Linked DNA regions of Rattus norvegicus: region 2 is linked to region 1. Evidence: chromatin contacts called from public Hi-C data. All regions are on one chromosome and are shown on one strand. Each heading gives the region's core, a stretch centred on a gene start, on an enhancer-like site or on the middle of the called end of the contact. The rest is flanking DNA. Distances are from core to core; before and after follow the strand shown.

Evidence for each region. A called contact is a pair of places that touch in the nucleus more often than the background predicts.
Region 2: a contact with region 1 is called in a Hi-C map of mammary epithelial cells, with 2.3 times the contacts expected there. The contact joins the promoter of Abhd17b here to the enhancer-like site in region 1. A contact is called at or near these places in 2 of 12 Hi-C or Micro-C datasets (Schwann cells and mammary epithelial cells).

The regions. Positions count from the first base shown.
Region 1 is chr1:228,567,660-228,573,151 of GRCr8, reverse strand. The region is part of intron 2 of C1h9orf85 (similar to human chromosome 9 open reading frame 85); the gene reads left to right. Among named protein-coding and RNA genes, the nearest start is that of C1h9orf85, 54 kb to the left of the region's middle. Within about 2 kb of position 3,216, at least 15 of the 93 cell types and tissues checked have an H3K27ac peak or open chromatin away from gene starts, as enhancers often do.
Region 2 is chr1:228,622,774-228,628,265 of GRCr8, reverse strand. Abhd17b (abhydrolase domain containing 17B, depalmitoylase) reads right to left here and starts at 3,271. Exons shown (of 4, transcript NM_001014028.1): 1 at 2,991-3,271. C1h9orf85 (similar to human chromosome 9 open reading frame 85) reads left to right here and starts at 4,148. Exons shown (of 4, transcript NM_001007737.1): 1 at 4,148-4,288. The coding sequence starts at 4,187.

The sequences.
Region 1 (5,492 bases), core at 1,967-4,466:
TTAGTCAGCTTAAGCTTCCTCATCACAGCCCATCACTGGAGGGAGTCAGTTTAGGCAGGAGCCAGTGCAAAAGCCATGCAGGATGCTGCTTACTGGCTTGCTCCTCATGGCTTGTCCAGCCTGCTTACTTATAGAACTCAGAACCACCAGCTCAGGGATGGTACCAACCACAATGTCCTCCCCCATTATTCATTAATTTTAAAAATGTGCTCCAGGTTTGCCTACAGCCTGATTCTATAGAGGCATTTTCTTAATTGCGTTTCCCTCCTCTCAGAAACTTTCCAGTACATAGATCATGGAGCTAACATCTAGATGAATCTGCCTATTTTTTTCAGCAAGTAGATAATTAAGATCCTTACATTAAACTTAATATCCTTTCAAAGCTGTCATAGCAGTGGGTGTTGGTGACACTTAAAACCGAGGTACTTGGGAAGTAAAGACAGGAGAATCAAGAATTAAAGGTTGTTGTAAATCAGGAGTTAAATGTTGTTGTTCTTGGCTATACTGTGAGTTTGAGGCCAGCTTGGGCTATGAGAGTCCCTGTCTTAAAGGAAGAAAGCCTCTATTACATAATTACCTATACCACCCCTTAAAGGGTGAACCTGAAGAGGTGGCAGTAAAAACATCTGGGCATCTGACCCTATGGCAAGCAAAGAACACACTCAGAATTAGGTTCCAGGCTTTTTCTCGTAGTCACTCATTCCTGGCTCTATTTTACTGTCAGACTGTTAAGCTTTAACATGACTATTTATCATATCTTGAACAATTCCTATATCTTAAATAAACTAAAATAAACATGTTATAGGATGAAAATACACCTACTAAAAAACCATGTCTTTGTGAACATTTTTTTAAACTATAAGAACCAAGAGACTGAACTAGATTTAAAAGACAATTTACTATAATTGTTTTATTAGGAACACTGAATATTGTTCTTAATTAAGCAGTAGACACCATGAAGTCACACCATGCAACAGATATCACTCAAGGGGTCTATCGGGAGAGGGGCATATGCCAAGGCTGGCTCTGAGGGAGAGGGTGGGAAGGGAGAGAGGGAGCAAAGAGGAGGCACTTTTATAGTGGGGTATAGCACATGCGCAATGGGAGAATAAGAGACTTTCGACCGTGGAAATGAGGCTCATTTGGCCATTGCTGGACAAGAATTGTGGCTCAATTATTTTAGATAGCACCTTTAATATACAAGTCACTATGATAAAAAAAAAAAAAGATAGGAAGAGTATTTGCTAGCAAGGAACTTGTTCGGTTGGAGTCCCAGGCTTGTCCTCCTACCCCACAGCAAATTCCATTCCTCCTCCCTCTTCAACCCCACTCACTCAGAACGCCCCACCACCAACAGAAAAGTTGCCAAAAAGCCCAGTCCTGCATTCCTAACAGCTGTCCCATTCCCCGTCATCCAAAGTCATCAACCACCCCGACACACACACACACACACACACACACACACACACACACACACACACACACACACACACATCGTTTCCCTTTGCCCACAATTTATAAAGAACTCCCCTGGCATAGTCTACTCTCAACTTCTTCCTTTCGTGTCCCCTGAAGCTGGTGAACTTGCCTGGTGGCCCAGTCTCAAATAAACCTGCCTTTTTTACTTTGAATTCAACTTGAATTGGCTTATTTATCTGGTGCAGAAAACCTACAGAATTTACTCTCTGGATATATGGGTGTACGGGCTTTTCCCAAACATAAGTGGTAGTTATTAGTAAAGGGGGAGACCTGGGCATATAGGACAAAACTGCAGTAGAATAAAACAAGAAAATCAAGAAAAGAGGTTCTGAGTCATGACTGGGCAGTGACATGTGTGATGTTTGCAGAAAACCTTGTGAAGAGTGACCTGGGAAAGAAGGGAAGGTGAGGGGAGCGCACCCACCTACCTTCCTACATCCCACCCTTACAGACAGGGCAGGTCTTACAGCTTCTCCAAATTAATTTGTTCTGTTTTGCTGTTTGAGAAGACATGGTGCTCTTTAGACACCTCGGCCTCATTTCTGCCGCCTCGGCTTCCCAGTGCAGGAATGACTGAGGCACCATGTTTCTATTCCTGCCATTCCATAACTTTGGGGAGCCATGGAAATGAATAATATTTGGGCAGTTGGAAAGATGGCTCAGAGGTTAAGAGCACTGGCTGCTTTTACAGAGGACCTTGGTTGCCACCTGTAACTCCTGTTCCAGGGCTCTGGTACCCTCTTCTGACTTCCACAGGAACCAGGCTTACACATGTCGAACAGACATGCATCCAGGCAAAACATTCATACAATAAAAATGAATAAAGAAAAAATTTTAAAAGGATCACTAATCAGCTGAGTAGAAGAAGAAAAATAGGAGGAAAAAGCAGCAGCAACCACCACTGTAGGCGTGTACGGTAAGGTGGTGGCGGTGCACACCTTTAATCCTGGCGCCCAGGAGGCAGAGGCAGAGGCAGGTAGATCTCCAAGATTGAGTCCAGCCTTGTCTACAGATCAAGTCCCCAGACAGCAAAGGCTACACAGGGAAATTTTTGTCTCGGGGGGGGGGGGGGGGGAGTGGGAGGGGACTTGGTTGACCTCAGATATATACATAATGAACAGAAAATGGACTCATTTCTGATTTGAGTACTGGATCAACTTTTTAAATTTTTATTCTTTCATCAAAATAAACATCCATTACCACTATATAAGTATTACAAGGCCGAGCCCCTCGAGTCCCTTGCCGTAAAGCATGTGAGACTGTCTCCTCGGCCTCTGCCTGTGCCTCTCATTTCCAGCATCTCACCAGTGAGGTGCTCTGACGGAGGCTAGCCTGGTCTACAGAGTAAGTTCCTGAACAGCCAGGGCTGTATAGAGTCCCAGCTCAAAATAATACTGGTAGTAATAATGACAATAATAAATAATTATTCCAGGCCAGGCTACTACTGCAATAAAGGGAGGTAGTATTTTACCTGTCTGTTAGGTTTAGGGTATGTAAAGTGGAAACACCAGGAAGTTAATTGTAACCACTATATGAGGTATTTGGAATGGAAGCAGGGTGTAAGAGTTTCCTTTAAAAGCATTTTAAAATCTAGTAGGTGCTGACCCCGTAGTTCAGCTTTAGACTCTCCTTATTGTAAACAGCATAGCTTGCCTATTGCCTCTGCAGGAAGTACTGTGAAGATCTGCCAGTATTAAGTTTCCCTCATTTGCATACCAAAGGCTGAGGCCCTGACAGTCACTGTTTACCGAGGTGCCCAGTCATCCTGTGTGCTAATACCGCATGGGCTAATTATGGCCATGTTAGACTAAAATAGCCAGGAAATCGAGGCAGAACTACAAAAGCAGCAGAGGGAAGTTTGTTCCTGTAACTATTAAAGAATGATAAGGAAAAGGCCTGAGATTTTTAACTGAATTTGTAGCCATGAACACAGTGTAATTCAGATGTCCTCGGTCCCAGTGCCACTGGCTTTTCATGCTCAGGGAAATAAGCAACTTGGGACCCATTCAGAAGAGTGCAACTCAAAAGACTTTTGCAGACTTTTAAAGATGATGTAATGAAGATGTCAGAGCTGAGCTAGTCTCCCATTCCAGTCCTACTTCTCCTGGTCATCTTTCTGCAGCTTCATTTTCAAACTGTTTTCTAGAGTTTACTGTGGTAGACTGAAAACTCCCCAGTCTCCTGGTTCAGCTCCTAAATAGTCAGCACTTACTTTTCCTTTTCTGTTTCACATTGTAAATAAACTATTCTATTTTTAAAGATGTGTGTTACTGATTCCTTTGTCAGTAAATAGGGTTTATAAGAACAATTTGTGTTTAATTTACCACTTTTCCTATTCAACCGATTAGTTGTAATATATACATAGCCAAAATAGCTTAAGTGCTTGTTTTCTGGCAGTTCTCTCTCTCTCTCTCTCTCTCTCTCTCTCTCACACACACACACACACACACACACACACACACACACACACACACACACACACGTTGGGAGTAAAGGAGGGAGAGAATATGAAAAGGAGGGAAACAGGATTGACACACATACTATAAATTTAGCAAATTTTTTCAAGGAAAAAAAGGAAATATTTAGATGAATTTCAAGTTATTTCTTACCACAAAGTGATGTGAGGTATAAGGAAAAGGACTCTGGAGTGCTTAGCGGTTCATAGCTAGTTTTAAAGATTTAAAATCACTTTATGGGTTTTATGCAATTGAAATGGCTGCCCCATTAAAGTGCTACATCAACTGTTCCCCTGTTTAGGTTGAAAACTAAGTGTTGTACTGAGTGGTTTGGGTTTTTGTTAAAAAAGCAGACCTCTGGTAGCTTGGGTCACCTCCTCTCCTTTATTCAGACGTGTGTAAAGCCTATCTTACGTATTTTGAAAGAAAAGGCACACTCACACCCCCTTGGGAGACACAAAATGAAGACTGAAGAACGTTGTCTGCCACTGACGTAGCTGACCCATGAGAACTGAGTCCCTTTCCTGTCCACTCAGGAATATTACCTGACAGAACTTGGTGTTCTGAGGGAAGGAACTTCACTTTGGAAGATGGTGCTTGCTTTCAGCAGCGTTCAGATTTCATTCTGTTCTCAGAATTGGTCATTGTAACCTCCACCAGGGCCAGGGAAACCCCCACTTAGGAATGGAGATCTTTTTTATGATGGATATCAAGAGTTCTCAAATGTTTGTGGGCATAAGAATTCATTGAAGAATTTAGCAGACTCATGGGGTCATTCCCAAGATTCTGGTTATGTAAAATGGATGGAGCCTAGGGATCTGCATTTAACACGCTCTGCTGATGTGTGATTCTTAGAGTCACCTTTGCTGGAGCAGATGGCTCCTGGCCGGAAAATAATGGAGCCATTTTAAAGATTTCCATGTGAATCTTAACACTGATAGCTCCCGTGAATACAGTTTTAACCCTGCACTAGCAACTTAGAAAACACTTAAAGATCTCTTGATTCCAGAACCTTTAGCATGAGACAGAAAATGCTTTCATTCTCTTGAATTCTCAGGAGACCTAAAGCAAGAGAGATTAGCATTATTTTAGGACGTTAAGAAATTAAAGCTGAAAATGTTATAGTCCATTGGAGTGATTGGGACTTTTTCCTTATGGTCCTGATGATGTGATCTTTAAATACAGAATAATTTAGTAAAGCCTTTTAGCGTAATATAATCCAAATATATCCAAACAGTTTACCACAAAAGTTTTAGTAACTTCTTTTACCTCCTGTTGAAGGTTTTTATTATCTTAAGTTTTGCTTCAATCTAATGTCCCACAGTTGAGGCCCTTTGTATAATTTGCAGTGTACAGCTGAAGTTTTAGCTTACAAAGTTGTTAGGTCAGCATTGGGAGGAAGATAAAGAAATTGCAATTACCCAAGAATTTCTTGTCAACTTAGAGTCAGTCTTACCCTTGCTAATGGCTGGCAAACACTGATGTGTTCCTTCCCTGTGCACTGCATTCCTGAATGCCAGACATAGGGACTCCACATTGTGGGATCCAGGGTCTCCT
Region 2 (5,492 bases), core at 2,022-4,521, 55 kb before region 1:
CTCCAAGGTCAGATATTTCTAAAAATGTACTCATTGTCTAGTTATATTGTTTTAGCACAGATGATGACATTAAATAATTTTTCTATTGTGGAAAAGGAAGAGGGTATGCTGCTTTGCTCAAACTTCAAGGAGTTAAGTTTGAGAGTTTAGAAGATCATTTGTCTGCCACAGTGCTGCTTTTGGTGTCTGAAAGCAATTCAGTAGAACAATCAGAATGGACAGTGGCAGCAACTGTGCTGACAGTGATGTTACGAGAGCTCCTCACTCTCGTAATCCTGAGTTTAGTGTGGATGCAAACCCTGCAATCACATTAACCTTGTACATCTGAGCCAGTGGGCTAGGACCTGAGGCACTGCGACCCTAACTCCCAGGTGCTTCTGATGCTGCTGATAGAGCACTGCACAGGAGCAAGGTCTGAGTGTAGCAGCTCCAGTACTGACCTATGAAACACAAATTATTTTGGTTTTTAACTAAAAGCACTAAAAAATCTGTTCAAGTTTTTTTTTTTATAAAAAGAGGATATAGAGTTAAGAATCAACAGCTAGTGATATCTTGCATACACGTTTAAATACACATATGAGAAGACAAGCTGGTATCGGTGGTGCTCACCTCTGATCCCAGCAATGGGGAGGCTGAAGTTGAGAATCTCAAGTTTAAGGTCAGCTTGGGCTACTGAGAATCTCTCTCTGTCTTAAAAAGACAAGACAGCAAGACATTTTCAGAACCCTATTGTCAGACAATTTTCTTATGCAAATCCAAGAATATACTTACAGAAAGATTCCAAGGTCACCACTAAGCAATATAATTTTGAGACTGCACAGAGTTTGGTCATAGAATATTTGTATGTAGCCACAGGGCAGTGAAAACAAAAATACAGGAAAAATAGGATGAATCTTGGCCAGATTGAGAATACAAGCTACAGAAAGACTTAAACATCACGCTCAAATAAATTTAAGACCATCACCCCCCCCCCCCCACACACACACACAGTGTTCAGGGACCTAGATGCTGTTTATATGAACCATGACAGAAGGAGCCATGACAATTTAAGGTTAACAGTTGGTGTGGGAGAAAAGAGTAGCATTTGGGAGAATTGACCAAGACATAAGGAAAGTATCCTTTTGATTTGCAGTTGTATTTCTTCCATTAGGTGAAAGGTACACGAATCCTCATTAAATTTTGGCACCAAATTGAAACTGCTACACTGCAATTTTACAGAGACTAAAGAAGACTGAGTAGAGACATGGCACCAAAGTCTGCTTCAACACCAAGAACTGAAGACAAGTCAAAAGATGTGGGCTCAAGTCTCAGTTCTTACTAACTTTAGGTTATTTAAGTAATTCCTTTCTCTTTTTTATTTACTTAATATGTAAAAGCCAGAAAGTCATTTTTTCCCACTCACAAGGCTGGGGTAGACAAGGCAAAGTAGAGAGAGATTCCTAACGGGGAAGGAAAGGGAGACATCATTTTGAGAATTACAAGAAAAACCACTTTTAAGAGTGTTAGTGACATAAACCAACAAAGTCAATAAACCCTAAATTTCCTTGTTAACACTGCTATAATACCAATCTTAACACACACACACACAAGCTTATCAATTAATACCTCTAAACACTGAGCAGGTGGTACAATTTTAAATGAAAGAGATTTAGATTTCTTTTTATGTGTATGAATGTTTTGTCTGCCTGCATGTTATATGTACCAGGCCTGGTGTCCATGGAGATCAGATGAGGGTGACAGATCCCCTGGAACAGAGTTAGCAATGGTTATAAGCCACCGTGTGGATCCTAGGAAGGGAACAGAGGTCTCTAAAGAGCAGTGTGTGCTAAGCAGGTGGCACATTTTTATATTACTAATGTGGACACTGATTAAGCCTAGAACTTCATGCTTGGAGTTGTAGTTCAATTCAGTGATAGAATGTGTACCAGGCACCAACTGCCTCATTCTACGGAGTTTAAGCTACTAAAACATTATCTTGTTCTAGTACTTTTCAATAAGTCCATCTGTCGGGGGAGGGGACCCTGCTTTTTCAGTTGTTTCATTCACAAGGCAAAACGAGCGATGGTACTCAAGTAAACAAGCCACGAATCAAACGGAGTATTGTACACCAAGGGACAAATTTAAAGCTTCCTAGCCTGCTGAAAATCTAATCCCATCTTTGCCAATTAACCTTATTAATACTAGAGTAGGAGAAAAGAGAGGTCAAAATACGGGCGGGCGAAGGTGCTACTTAAGTTCCTCCTAGATCAGAAACAGTAAGGAAGGCACAGCAGATACTGTATCCATTTTCAACTTCCAACACCGTCACCTTTCATGCTACTACCACTTCTCCCAAAATGAAATTTAGTAACAAGCATGGGCACCGATAATAATGGTGATATTCAAAATACCGCATTGGCTACCAGTAGATATATTACCCAAATGAATCCATGCGCCAAGCATATGCACACAAATTCTCTAAGTGTTGAAAATCCCTGTTAATGTAAACAAATGAATGTCAATCACAAACCGCACCTGATGTTCTACTCAAGACTTACTGGTTTCAAATACTGGCCCAAGATGTCCAAAATTGTCTTTATACACTGAAGGCTTGAAAAATGTAAATGAATTATCTTCGGTATCAAGCACTACAGACCGCACAAGGAATATCGTTCATAAACTCAGAAAAAATTTAAAGGTCACCCTTTCCGCGGAGCCCCGTTATTCTAATCCTTTCTTACCAAATCTGCTTCATATTGCCTTAAATCAGAGCACCACTGAAGGAACTAAATATTCTGCTTTCGACAGAAAATCTCACCAAGATTGAGGCTCTGAACGTTTTCTTTCCTTTAAAAAAAAAAAAAAAACAAAACAAAAAAAAACCAAGAAGCGGGGAGAGGTTACTCTCCCAGCGTCCTCCACACACTATAATCTAATTTGACACAACTTTCCTGGTTTAGTATTAAATACAATTTCAAACAGAACTCCCCAACTTTCAATTCAAATCCAACCTCCTTGAGTTCTCAGAGATGATCTAAGTTCAAGCCATCGAAAGCAGCTCCCGCGACAGGCGGAGCGGGATACCCTGCTCAAGCTCCGAGCGGACTCCATCTAAAATCGAGGCTGCCGGGACCAGGACACCGAGCCGAGAGCGAGGGCCCGAAGTGGCCCAGGTCCAGGGAGGGGAGCGGCGCCCGACCCCATCTTGCGGTCCTCCCTCCCGGACGCGCGGGTCTCTGTTCGGTTGCTCCGCTCCGGAGCCACTGGGCCTGGTCCCGAGCGCAGAGCGGCGACCCCCCGACGGCCCAGCAGCCGGGCCACACGCACCTGCAGCTGGGCGGCCGCGGCCGCCAACGCGCTGTCCTCCGCGGGGCGCCGCCCGCCGACTCCGCGCGCGGCCCGGCCAGGCGAGAACGCGAATGAGAGCTGCGGTGCCCGGGCGCGCTTCGTGTGGCCCCTTCACGCGCGTTCGCGTTCTGCTGACTAACGGCCCCGGCGCGAGGGGCGGCCGCCGCCGGGGCTCTCCGGCCCGAGGTCCCGTGCGGCCGTGGTTGCCGTCCGCACCGCTGGGCCGGCGCTGCCTTCTCCGCAGCCCGCCTTCCTTGGCACCTCCTAAGCCCGCCAGGCGGCGGAGCGCGCGGCCGCGGCAGGCGAGAGCTGGGAGGGCCGCGGGGGGCGAGCGGCGCACAGCGCGGCTCGAGCTGGTCACTGACTGGAGGAGGGCGCCGAAGCTGACCCGGGCTCCGGACTGCAGGCGGGCAGTGCACCGGCCTCGCCCACCTTCCACCAATCACAAACTGCGCAGCGGAGTCGCTACGCTACGGAGCCGGAGACAGGTTGGGAGCGTTCGGCAGGAGGCGGGGATTGCGGAAAAGAAGAGCCAATCGAAACGACGGATCTCCGCCCCTCCGCCGCGATAGACAGCCGCGTTCGAGCCAATGGGGGAGTTCTAGATTCGAAGAAAGCTGGACCTGCACCTTGGGTCTGAGGAAGGTTTTCCGCGAAGGGGACTGTCGAGGATGCGCGGTAGGGAAGAGCGGAGCGTGACCTCTCTAATGAGTCACGTGGGCCAACCTGGGGCTGGGACGGAAGGAGTAGAAGAACTTCTTCCGGGTCACTGGCGATAGTCTCAACCTGGGGCGGGAACTTCTTTTCCCTTTCCTGTAACTTAAGGGCTGCACCAACTTATGGTGCTTGTGTTTTGGTGATGAGTTCCCAGAAAGGCAACGTGACTCGGTCCCGGCCTCAGAAGCACCAGAATACGTTCACCTTCAAAAATGACAAGTTTGATAAGAGTGTTCAGACCAAGGTAGGCCCCTGCCTGTTGTACTGACTACCATCCCAGGAAAAAGTGGTTGGAAGGGGGAGAGAGAGAGAAACGGAGAAGAGTTGGCGAGCGTGGACTGCAGCCCAGTTAGTCTTGGCTGCAGTGCAATCGTGCCTAAAATATTCTTCCCACGCCCTTTCTTTGGCTTGGCTCCATTCCGTGAATACATCTCATGGTCAGTACATCTCACTAGTGGTGCCAAGACTGGACAGGGCAGCCTGAATTCATCCAACCTAAGGTACCGATGGTGCGATTGAGCCCTTGGATGCCCCCATCTAGATCACGTCCATGCAACAAGAACATGAAAGCTCTCGCCCCAGTGTCTCTTGCAATTTTTCTCAAAGTTTGTGCAGCTACTGTTTTTCGAAAACTCCCAAGCCCATAAGTTTGTAGATGGTACGATCTTATCGTCACTGCCCTCATCAACAAAATGTTATTTCACTTTGGTGTTGAGATTGTAAGAGCAAACTGTTTGACTTGAGTAAAAATAGTTGCTTGCTGTTTATACAGTTATTAAATTTCGCGGGACTTGTGTAAACTGGAAGAAAACTCAGATTGTTTAGGTCACATGAGATAATGTATGACTAGTGATTTTCTGTGGATAGCTATCTCCTTCCCCATAACTGAGTGGGGAACAGATAAACCGCTTTAGTTATCATGGAGGCCAGCTTTACATCAGATAAAGTTAATATTTACATAAACAGGAGCTCAAATTTCCTGTTTGTTTCTTGAAGTAATTTAGTAATTTCTGTGAACTTTAGCTTCAAATGAGAAATCTGATAGGATTATTCTGAAGCTAACAAAAGAGTAAGTACTCTGGGACAGACATAACAGGTGGTCAGCAGCTGATTAGAACATTAAAATGCTATCTATTTATAGTAACTTGTACTCGATTTTTCTTTCTTTGTTTCTCAGATGTTTAATAACTACCTTTCATGTGCAGGGTTCTATACCCTGGGTAGACAGTGTTAAAAAATATGGATTCTACCTTTATGGAGCTTGTAGTTCTCTGAGTAATGTGGGCAGTAATTAAACAAATCGATCTGTAATTACAGATTTCAATAGCAGTTGCTAAAAGGAAAGGCAGTTCAGTAAAGAAGAGTAAAGAAAGATGTTTTAAGTTAGGCCCTCAGAGCATGGAGTTAGCAGACACTGGGTCCATACACCTTCTTTTCCTGTATTTTAG